Linked DNA regions of Rattus norvegicus: region 1 is linked to region 2. A link is a contact called in public Hi-C data. All regions are on one chromosome and are shown on one strand. Each heading gives the region's core, a stretch centred on a gene start, on an enhancer-like site or on the middle of the called end of the contact. The rest is flanking DNA. Distances are from core to core; before and after follow the strand shown.

The links. A called contact is a pair of places that touch in the nucleus more often than the background predicts.
Region 1: a contact with region 2 is called in a Hi-C map of the A7r5 cell line, with 2.7 times the contacts expected there. The contact joins the promoter of G2e3 here to the enhancer-like site in region 2. A contact is called at or near these places in 3 of 12 Hi-C or Micro-C datasets (the A7r5 cell line, frontal cortex and kidney).

What each region holds. Positions count from the first base shown.
Region 1 is chr6:74,498,157-74,504,782 of GRCr8, reverse strand. G2e3 (G2/M-phase specific E3 ubiquitin protein ligase) reads right to left here and starts at 5,197. Exons shown (of 15, transcript NM_001106726.1): 1 at 5,117-5,197.
Region 2 is chr6:74,425,452-74,431,283 of GRCr8, reverse strand. No RefSeq gene overlaps it. Among named protein-coding and RNA genes, the nearest start is that of G2e3, 71 kb to the left of the region's middle. Within about 2 kb of position 4,228, at least 1 of the 93 cell types and tissues checked has an H3K27ac peak or open chromatin away from gene starts, as enhancers often do. A contact at or near this core is called in the A7r5 cell line, where this site is marked.

The DNA of each region.
Region 1 (6,626 bases), core at 3,948-6,447, 73 kb before region 2:
TTATATCAACCTACAAACTGTTAAACATCTTTTCCTTTTCCTCCTTTTGCTATGTTAGGACAGTGTTTGTCCAGCACTTTGTATGCTCACTATTTAGGAAGGAGTGCCTTTTACAGCACTACTTTATGAGTCTATGGTGCTGGTGCACTTGCCGACTGCCTTGTTCAGCAGTGCTCAAACACTTATATCTTCCTTGCTCTCTTGTCATGTCTAGAAGCTTGTTGCCAGGTGACAAGAACTTGCAAGATGCTTCATGAAGAGGTCCACTCAGTATAGAATGCAGGTCTTTACTTTATGACATAAGCACATGCTGCCATATCTATCTTAGACTTCTAGTCAGAGTCTGAGGTAACTTCAGAGACCCTATGGCAGTCCCAACTCTGTACCCAGAGATACACGACGACTTTGAATTTATTTTAAACCAAATTTCAGAGGTGATTTAGAGGTGGTAATAGATGCATAATATAATAAAGTAAGCCACATTGCCCCCCACTCCCCCTGATGACTACCCAACAAGGAAAGCATGATAATTAAACTCCAGGATTGACGTCTATGCAAGAAATACTATAGAAAGGACTGAGGAGGAAAAAATAAACACTGCCTTCCATACAGAAAAACGACATCAAAAACATTAATGTTCTAAGAGAAAAACTAGTTTTGATCCTGGTAAAGTTAGAATTTTAAGAAAAGGGAAAGATGCACAAGAAGAAAACATTTGCAGACTGTATCTGACGAAGGATCTACGTTCATGATGATAAAGAACACAACCTAGTAAAGACAAAACAGGGCACTAAGGCATAGGCCTGCTCCGAGCCATGTTTAGTGTTCAGGGAGCCCTAGGCTTGATTCCTAACCCCAGAAAACATAGCAAAAGGAGAAGCTGCAAAAAGTAACTAAATAAAAGATTCCGACAGAGTCAGATATATATCAGAAACCAAAAATTGGACCACAGATCTAATATATAAATTTTAAGTACATCTTGGCTGAGCACGGTGGTGGACATCTTTAGTAACAGCACCCAAGAGGTAAAGGCAGGGGGATTTCTGTGAGTCCATGGCTAGATTCATCTACACAGGTAACTTCAAGCCAGCCAAGACTGCAATAGTGAGATCCTGTCACAAAAACAAAAGTACATTTCTAGAAAAAGCAAACATGAAAATCATTAACATGAATTAAGACTTGCTAGACGGATGGAGAGATGGCTGAACAGCCACTCTTTTGCCTAACTCCCCAAGTTTAGTTCCTAACACTCACATGGCGGTTTACAACCATCTCTAACTCCAGTTCCAGGTACCCAAGGCACCAGGCATGCATGAGGCACACAAACATACATGCAGGCAAAACATTCATATACATTAACAAAACTTTGAAAGAAAGAAAAGCTTGTGAGGGTTTTGGAGTAAGGTGGTGAACAATTAGTTTCTTTAATTTGTGTATAACAAATAACAGATAATATGTAAGAAAGATTGAAAGAGTATCAAAACCCCGAAAAAAATTTCTTGTATTTAGATCAGATCATAGTAAAAGACTAGAAATCATAAATTATAAAATGTAACAATATACTCTTAAAATTACTAGATCATTGATGAACTTGAAAAAAACTTAAAAACTTAACTTTAAAAAATTTACTGGCTGGAGAGATGGCTCAGCGGTTAAGAGCACCCGACTGCTCTTCCAGAGGTCATGAGTTCAATTCCCAGCAACCACATGGTGGCTCACAACCATCTGTGAAGAGATCTGATGCCCTCTTCTGGTGTATCTGAAGACAGCTACAGTGTACTTATATATAATAAATGAATAAATCTTAAAAAAAAAATTTACAAATATCCAATAAAAAATTTAAAAAAATTTATAATCAAGTAAAAAAGAAAATATAACGTATCAGCGCCTTTAAGAAACAGTAAAAGCAGATTGGCGGCAGCTTGAGACCTGTGGGAGTCTCTAGTCCCTAAGAAGGAATAGTAAAAGCAGAGGAAAGTTCATGGCTACGCATGCTTACATTGTTAAAACCAGAGAGAACTCAATGATGCTCTTCAAAGACTTAGAAAACCAGAGACCAAGCACCAAAGCAGCAGCCAGGAATGTGGGACAGAACAAAATTAACACAAGAAAGACTCAAGAAATGATTTGATTTGAAATATGATTGACACCAGTAGCCAAAGTAACCAAAATAGAAATCAAAAAATTAATATAATTTGAGATAAAAAAGAAGACATTAAATCAGTTATCTATGAAATGGGAGGCTCGCTAGGGAGCAGGATGAAAACTTTAGCTACCTTTTTTGGGGTGACTTTTTTCCCACTGGGCACAGCTTTATGTTACAATGTATTATGGGTGAACAGTCTATTTGCAGTGGTTAACTTCACGCAACTCTTACCTAGAAAATGTTAAATGTCCAACTATCTCTATCATACACTGGACGAAGACATGCTCACTGCATACAAATATCCAAGTAATTTTTCTGTGATGGCTAAAATCCCAGGGATCTAAATATACGCACTAATAGATGAATGGATTTGAACACTCGAGCACATCTGTACAATGGGATAGCATCACTAAAATGCATTCACATGCCCTTAGACTGTGTACTGCTTACAGACCCAACTAGCAGATCAATTTTATATTGGTGATTTCCTTTTAAATTTTTCTATGTAAGCGATCCCCAACAGGTTCTTTTGGTGTCTGCATACTGGATCGCTATGCCCACTGTCATCCTAACACAGAAAAAGATTTCAGCGGCTTGGAATCCAAAATCTTGTAGCATCCCAACTCCAACATTCAAGAAGAAATCATGTGAATGAGCTAATTCTAGACTTGTTTTAAGCTTACAAGCTTAATTCAAACAGGTATACCATTTTCTCTGCAGGAGTGTCTGATGGCATAGTTTGCTTCACAGATCATCCCACCCAGTGGGCTTTAGAAGGATGGCCCTGCGTTACTGGACACATTGTGTTACAGAAAGAATGAGGCAGGATAGTGCGGTCTTCAGTTCTAGGTAAACGAACAGCAAACAGTTCTGCTCTTCTAGCTCTCAGACACTCACTATACTGCGCACACCACTCCCCTTCACAAATAGCATCACATGCGAAACATACATTTTAAAAACCACTCAGTAAGTGAGAAAATGTGTATAAAACAGCCAATGTCATGAACTAATGTGAATGAACAAATACTGGTCTTCCTGTCACTTGAGTTTAGAGTTAGACTGTCTGCAGCCGGGCTGCAAAGGTCTTTTTTTTTCTTAAAGAAGCTTAAATTTGAATCATATTGAATAAAATGAGAAGACCCAGGAAAGTTTTACAAAACAGCAGCTGGAGACTTAAGAAAGACAGAAAGTACTACTTGCAAATGTTTTATTTTAGGACGGTAAGATGGCTCAGCTGGTAAAGGGACCTGCCACCAAGCCTGAACATTTGCATTTGACTCCTGGAACCAACAGGGTAGAAGGAAACGCTGTCTCTCACAACTGACAATCCCCAGGAGACAGGCTGGCTCTCTTGGTCCCTACATATTGGACCACAATGCCTCTGATCATAAAGCATGTATACATACATACATACACATAAAATAATCTAATTAAATCTGGTTTCTGGTCTTCACTTTTCTAAGTTCTATAAGAACAAATTACTAGTCTACTTATGAAAACTGTATGTATCTCATATACGCTGTCAAGTTAATGAAAATGCATGCTATGGCTGTACCATGGTTAGTAGCTACACTTTAGACATCTGCTCTCATTAACCGTGCTTCATATACATGTAATACTTCCTTGAATCCCCATCATAATCACACAAGGAAGTCTTTATCCCCGTGATACACTTAAGAGACTTGACTCCGGGAGGTTACACAGCTCCCCCAGTCAAGGTCACACAGCTATGAGGTACTAGCGATGAGAATTCTAAACAAGAAGTCTGGTTCTAGTCTTTAATATGTCTTTAATAGATTACCAGGTTTTTCCTAAGAAGACCATGTTTTCAAACCTCTGATAGAATAGTCTAACTTTTCAGTTAAAAGGCAATTATCCAAGGCATCAGAATTGAAGGAGCCTTTATACATATAATGAGTATAACATTTATTGATGTAGGTTAAAGACAAAAACAAAGGAAGAGAGTGGAAGCGCAAGCACATTAGGATACAGAAAATCTAAAACAGGTGACTTGCTGGTACCATTTATGAAGCTAGCAGATTTGACTGCACTCTTTGGGAAAGGGAAGCCAATAGCTTTGTGGCAGCCTGACTGAATGAAAACTTTCATTTCAATGAGCTTGCTATTTAATTTTTTCCTTCTTGGTGAATACTGAAAACAACATTCATTCGCAGGCGTGAAGGAGGATGAGTAAATTATTTTACTTTGGATGTTACTAAGAACCACTTTAAAGTGATACTTATACATTTTGATGACACATTACCCAGTTGCTAAAACCTTAAAAGGATCTTTTTTTCTACAAAGTACACAAGCAACGTGACAGTTTTCAATAGGGCAAAATACAGAACTTCTTTCAGAAGAAAGTTTACGTTTACCGTGCACATCTAAGCCGTTCAAAAACGTATGGCTTTTTGTCGGGGTTTGTGAGTCCAGTTCATCATAAAAGATAAACAGAAAACCCAAACAAAAACGCTGGAAGAAAACTCAACTCTTGATGCTCTGAGTTCCTCTAAAATAACTCGATAATAACAGTCACCCAAATGAATGAAGAGGGTGAAAAGCGGGGACCGGACAGAACGGGGTGGGGGTTGGGGGGTGACACTAGACCCTATCCCCATTGTTAGCAAACTAACATCTGAGAGCGACCGCTGCTACTGTAGCCTGTTTAAGTGAGCAATAGAGCTCAGATTTTTGCGGTAGACAAGAAATGTCAAGGCGTGAAAGAAAAATACCCCGGTTTTAAACACAAAGGATACTCGGATTTCAGCTTAAATCCCCTCGAGGCACTTCAAGGCTGTCATTTCCTTGCGCTGAGGGACCGGTCTCAGGAGCAACTGGGAGCCACAACGAGCACCCCTCCCGTGCAACCCTCCCCACTTCTGTCTTTAACTAATAAAGAGCCGCTCCGGGCTCGACAGCGGCGGTGCGCACCGTCCAGCGCAAGGAGAAGCGCCCACCGCTCACACCTACCCGGCCGCCCGTGACCCTCAGTCCCTCCGGGACACGTCCTCACCAGGCGCGGAGTATAAGTCCCAGGGTCGATGCGTTACCGCTCACGTCGACCGCAGCGCTGTCGTACGCCCACCCGGCTCGGCCCCATCCAACGGCTCGCAGAATTCAAATTTGTCCACTTCCGCTTGCGACCCGGAAGACACGACTGCTCCGCCCCTCCCCGGGGACGTGAACGGTGGGAGGCTGCGTCTGCGCCGTGGCTTCTGGTGTGAATTTAGGCCTGTGCGCAAGGACAGATGCGCCGGCCTGGCCAAGAAAACAACCCCCTGTCCTGCACGTCCCCGGAGACGTGCGGAGTGCACCAGTCACCCCCCAACAGGCCGCCTGCTGAAAATAGGTGTACCCATGCTAATGAGAACGCGAGCGAATGCGTTTGTTTTCTCCTAGCCCTCTCCCTTAAGGAATTCTTTTGCATCACAGTTCTCTATTGTCCTAAAAGATCCTTGCTTGGCTCTTAGGTTGTCGGTTTTCTTTAGCGAGGGCCAGAATGAAAATTTTAATCCCAAATGTCTGGAGTTTCTGAAGGGATTACATTTGAGAGGAAACTTCCACAAGGATTTAGGTCCTTTAGGCAGACATCTGAAAGAACCGAACTGGAACATTAGAGCTAGGATTAACGGCGGGTCAACTAACACCTGATAGAGCTGATTCGAACTTGATTTATCCTAACTGCGCTTCGTCTGCGCCTTTCAAAACACAACTTGAATGATTTGTTGGATTTCTAGAATCTAGATACCTAGCACGAATTAGTAATTTTTTAACCGATGTAACATTTTTAAACTGGGAAATGGGAGATATGTTCACCAATAAAGTAATGTTTTTGGGTTTTATATACTGATACTGAAAGCGTTCAAAGATAAGATTTCGAAATACTGAGAAGTCAACTTTAGAAGGACTATGTAATACCCTTTTGAAGTAATGTATGTGCCTGTGGCAATACAAAAATTTCAGGAAGGAACAGCAAACTACTAATATCATCTCTGGCACTGTGACTGGTAAATAGCGAAGGCAAAAGAGGGAGGAATTTTTTTAACGTTATAAACAACTGAATATTCAGATTGAGACAATCTGATACTGCCAATTTTGTTTTTTAAAGGAAAATTGTTAGGAATGGAATACATTCTGAATACAGAAACAGGCAGGGTAAATGAATGTGTGACTGAATCTTAGCTGGCTAGGCTGTTTACATTCATTCAACAGTAATTGAGGGTCTGGAGACCTGGATCAGCAGCAAAGAGCACTGGCTGCTCTTCCATTGGTCCGGGGTTCAGTCAGAGCACCCACACGATGGTTCACAACCTAGAACTTGAGTTTCAAGGGATCTGGTTTCCTCAGCCACTGAGTACACATGCTGTGCATACACGAGGCAAAACAACCATCACATAAAATGAAAACAAAACGTAAGAATGATATAGCCACATATTGCCCTTCCTATTCTAGTACTTAATGTTCCGCATGAATATTATGT
Region 2 (5,832 bases), core at 2,979-5,478:
ACTGTCAGTTCAGACTTGGCTGCTAGAAACTCAGACTAAACACTAAAGATAAGGGAAAGAGAAATGCAAAGTTTCACGTAGATGGAAGAGCTGTGAAGTGAAAGTTTTGAGTGGATGTCTCTCGAAGGCGACTTACAGAATTCCACAGAGGGTGGCTGGCTCCGGGAGTCTCTGAGAGGCAGCATGGAGTGTGTACAGTTCAGGGGTGGATCCTTCTCATGCTCTAGCTTCCCTGAAGATTTGGAAATCTAGCACCACAGTGATGATCCTGATGAGATCTTACTCCCAAGTGTCTTAGTTTCTTTGACTGGGAAGAGACACTGTGACCAAGGTAACTTGTAAAAGAAAGATGTATTGGAGGATTACAGTTCCAAAGGGTTGGAGTCCATGACCATCATGGTGGGGAGCACAACATCAGGTAAGCAGGCATGGTGCTGGAGGACCTTTTCAGCAAGTAGGAGGCAGAGAGAGAGGGAGAGAGGGAGAGAGAGAGGGAGAGAGGGGGAGAGAGAGAGAGAGAGAGAGAGAGAGAGAGAGAGAGAGAGAGAGAGAGAGCGCGCTAACTGGGATGGCAGATGGCATCTTAAAGCTTGCATTAAATGACACATCTCCTTTAAGAAGGTCATATGTCTTAATTCTTGTCAGGCATTTCTACCAATGAGAGACCATGTATTTAAATAATAATATATTAATGATATTAAAATAATAATACATAATGTATATCTTTAAAGATCCATTATTTTTTGCATATGAGTGTTTTGCGTGCATCCATATATATGCACCTGATACCTTCAAGGGCCAGAAGGGAGCAATGGGTTCCCTGGATCTGGAATTATAGATGGTTATGCACTGCCATGTAGGTGCTGGGAACTAATCCTTTGCCAAGAGTAACAAGTGGCTCTTTACCAGCGAAGCATCTTTCCAGCCTGTGAGAAATAATCATGCTGAGGGAGTAGCTGATGCTTTTCTTGTAAAGTAGATTTATTCTGGAATTTATTGTGTACTTGAATGAGACTTGCATTTTTTTTTTTTTTTTTTTTTTTTTTTTTTTGCATCCTGGTGGACCTCTGACACTTACGAAAGTGAATACATGAAGCGTTTGGGGTCAGAGAAACTCATCTGCATAGGTGCCAAGAGAGTGACCTTAATTCCATGAAAGACCAGTTTGTCGTCATAGCTTGCTGTTTGTCATTATGGTGGCCACTGATTGCCTGAGATCACAGCTCTGTAATTAGTATGTAATTAGTATGGGTTTTATGGTAAGAGAGTTCTTGGTCAAACAAGTTTGAAAAAAGTTATGAGTCATAAGTAAATTTATACATCTTTTTATCTCCATGTATAGTTTCCTGTTTTTCTCCTGCATATTTTTATCCCCTTGGCCCCCTTCTATTTTTGGAGACGAGAGTTTTTCTGTGTAGCCTTGACTCTTCTGGAACTCGCTCTGTAGGCCAGGCTGGCCTCATGGAGATCCGCTTGCCTCTGCCGCCTTAGTGCTGGGATTATTCCCTGGCCAATAATTAGATATCAGACAGTTGTGAGCTGCCATGTGGGGGCTAGGAATTGAACTTAGGTCCTCTGGAAGAGCGGCTACTGCTCTTAACCACTGAAATATCTCGTTGGCCCTAACATTTTGATTTTTAATTTATGAACATGACAAAAACTGGCTTCATCTTGTTTTGCTCTATCTGCCTTGGGGTAGCACTGTCTCACAACTTGCCTACAGGCCAGTCTGATGGAGGAATTCTTTAACCAAAGTTCCCTCTTCCCAGGTGATCGGAGCTTGTGTGAAACTGATTGAAAAACTAAGCAAAAATAAACCAAACAGCAACAGCAACAACAACTGAAAGGGCAACATGAACCCCACTTGTCTTCATTTAAGAGCCTCACTTGTCTCCATTTAAGAACCCCACTTGTTTCCATTTAAGGACCAGGCCTGATTTCAAAAAAAGCCTTAAGACACTGGCTCCAGAAGCAGACTAAGAAACTAGCCCATATGTGATCCACTACAGCAGCAGATCCTGAGGTCCAGGAAGAAGACAATAAAGTCCCCCACCTGAGGAAGAGTAGGAACAGTGTGACGATAGCCACATGGATGGGAGATCTTATCTCAGGATAGGCCTTTGTGTGCTGGCAGCCCATCCTGTGATTAACCTTCATCATGAAGGAATGCAGCCCATGGGGCATCCTGGCACCCAACAATGAGGTTTTAGATTGCCTAACCCTAACATAGTAGCCAATCAAAACTGTACTAATGTCAGAGCCTTGGGTCCTACCAATCACATTACTGATTACCTAATCCTTCTAGAGAGACCTCCCGGTTCCCAATAAGAAGGCCTTCGTGCCTTTGTCTGGGGTCGCCACCTTGATGCAGTGGTGACCCATGCGTGCTGGTTGTTTCAGCAGAGTAAATGCTTTTTGTTCTTGACACTGTCTGAGTCTGGAGGTCTTCCTTCAGTGACTCCTGAACCCCAACTCAACAGCAACACCCTAACTAACGAGCACGGGCATAATTATAGATAGTTTGTTAAGAAACTGCATATATGCAATGGAGGCATAACAAATTACAGATAATCTATAACAAATTATAATTTGTTAAGGGATTGCATACAAAACAAAAAACAAAACCAAAATAAACCAAACAACAACATCAACACCCTTACCAACCAACACGGCGTAACTATAGATAATTTGTTAAGAGATTGTATATGGCAAATCATTATAGAATTAATAATAACCTTAAAACACTTCACAGGAAAGTACGAAGTGCTCAAAGAGGGGAACGGGAGGGGAGGAAGACCAAACGCTGGTAACCAGGATGGCAGCCTTACGTGTATTAGCTGTACAAGGGAAATACACCAGCCACCATGGAATACACTGTAATCTTATCCCACTGTCCTTCACATCAGTGACACAGGGGCCTTTCCAGGGCTCAGTACCCCACTGTGTCCCTCAACACCTTCACTCTCCACCTGCTAACGACCCCCACAAAGAGTTTGAAGACAATATTGACTTGTGCTTGTGTCGGAGCACAAGGTCCTGTGTTTCTAGGACACATTACTGCCTATTGTAAGCTGTGTAGAGTCCATGGATATAGTGAAGCACTCTTTACCTTGTCATGTAAGACCATCCTAGAAGCTATCCCTATACCAATTTCTACACATTCTACACTCCCTCACCTTCTTGGCCACATGTATAGAAGAGAAGGTTTGCAGGGAGGAAGTTGTCTGTGATCCTCTGGGCCATACACTGTCTTCCAGGCTTCTCTGACTGTTTCACTGACGGGCACACCTTTCTTGGTCTTCTCTGGCTGTATACCTCATTCTCTCTCTTTCAAAATGACTTAAGTTTTGTCTGTCTTTTGAAGTCCTTCCCAGTCCGTGCTCACTGAAGAAAACTTTCTCTGAGTTGTGTGTGTGTGTGTGTGTGTGTGTGTGTGTGTGTGTGTGTGGTGTTGCATATGCTGTAAGAGAGAGCATGTAGTAATACCTTTTCCTCCCCTTGACAGCACTTATGCCTGACACCTGGAACAACACCCGGAAACACCAGGGAAAAAAGAGAAAAACAAGCAAATAAACAAAACACATTTAGTCAGTTTTCTCTGACACGGTAGACTTCAGAAATGCAAACCCAAGGAAACAGGCAAAACTTTTTGCATTGGTTAAATGAGAAGTGGTCACTTGTTCAGATTAATATGATTAGACAAAAAGGGATATAATCTCATGGTAGCAAACTGGGGGGAATTTAACAGGGCTGGTCCACTCAGACTCTTGGTGAGACTCCCGTGTTAACATTCTTCCCCTCTGGGCCTAAGGCTGAACGCCTGCTCACAAGTCTTTAAAAACAGTCAGTCACAGGCTTCTGATGCTGTGGTTACCTCCACCTGCTCTCCTGCCAACGTGCTGTATTCCGGGCACCATCCTGAACCCTGGTAGGGCTTTTATCACTCAGTGGTGTGTCCTGCCCACGGTGTCAAGCCTCCCTACCTACACGGCAGCCCTGCCATTTTAAGCTATCGGCTTCAGAAGTGAAACGCTACAGCTCACGACGCCACTTTCTTCAGATTGTAGTGTCGTCTTCCAGAAAACTAACAAAAATTCGCCAAACTCCCTATAAAGCGCAACTCTCTGACATAAGCACGGATTTAAAAACAAAATGGCATTTAAAAAAATTGTTGATGTGTTCTGGAATTTGGGAGACTCACAGTCAGTCACCACTAGATGGCGGTAGTGATTTTAGTCTGGGAGAATTTAAAGCGTTTCCTTTTCTTGCCTAGCCCTGGCTATTGTTAGTCATGTACCAACCAGATTGTCCATGTCTCCAAGTAGATTGGTCTTCACAGTCGTATGGAAAGGTAGTCTCTATCTTTATTTTAAAATTCCTATCCTTGAAAAAGGTAAAACGAAAGGAAAGCGGATATAACTAGTGCGTAATGAAGTATAGTAAATACACCCTTAGACTCAGGACAAACTTCTACACAATTTCATTGTACATTGGCATGATTAGTGGCTGATGAAATATACAGCATGCTGGTGTTTTATAGCCCCTTATAGATTCCATTGTCCCCCCCAGCATCCCCCCCCCCCCGTCTCCAGCAGCTCCCAACGTGTTTATAACATGCCTGTGCTTTAGACGTCGAGTACAAACACATTTGCTTTCACTGATTTCTGTTTTGAAAAGCCCTGCTTTTGTATTTTTCCCCCCAAAGGGTAAACTTGAAACTCAAAAGAAGGGGAACACACACGGAACTGCGAATATCGCTTCACGAAGGGCACAATCAATATCATTGCAGTCGGCTAGAAAGTAAAGCCCTTCACCTCTCTCACTTTCTTTCTTTTCTCCCTTTCTCTTTGGTAAATGTTGTTACGTTTCTATAACTGTAGCAGAAATGTTAGAATTATCATAAATGAGCCTTTGCGCACGCTGTTATTTCATCTTCTGTAAAAAAAAAATTCAATCATATTCTTAATGTTTCTGTCTCCAAGCCAACTGTTTAATGCTCAAGGCTTTATTGCAGACTGCAGCTCAGACTATTCATTTATGCTAACAGTACAGCTTGAACAATACTGTAAATTAAAGAAAATGTAATTTTAGGATTTGTCTTATAATTTACCATTTTCAAAAAGCACTCTCTGGAGAAATTAATAGCTTAAATATTACTGGAATAATGAGGATCAAGTTTGAGGAAAATATAGCTTGAAAGTCTATTACTGAAAGTGACGGAAATAGGCATTTTTGTATTGCTATCTGAGCAAACATAATACCATACCATTTATCTCTAATTATCCCCAAGAAAATGCATGAGAAGCACTGAAAAAAAAAAAACAAAGAGTAAAGACTTCAATGGATCTGTTATTCTATTGCTTTCCCTCACCTACTATTTCTGTTATTATAAATATTAACAAAAATCAGCAAATAGGGGGAGACAGAGAAAACAGAAGGCTGACGTATTCTTTGGGTCAACAAAGAACTGTATGCAGCATATCAAAAATCTTGGGCCTATTATTCTGGGAAAATATTCTTACAGATAATCCAAATGTTCATTTTCAAATTCATTTATGTTCAATGAAGTGTGTGATGTTTTTCTATTCAAGTTAAAGAAAGCCAGATTGAGAGTTTATCTAAATTCGGCTAATTATGTTTGGTCAAGTATTGTCCCTGGCACAAATATTCCCCAGATCTTAAAAATTTTGTACTTTTAACAGGCTGCAGCTACAGGGGCCATTGGCTATGAAAAAGGAAATTTTAATTGCCCAAGTATACACAACAAGAAGACCTTTATAATTTGTGTTGTTTCTTCCTGTCCAAAGAAATGGGGTTTATTCAACACCTGCA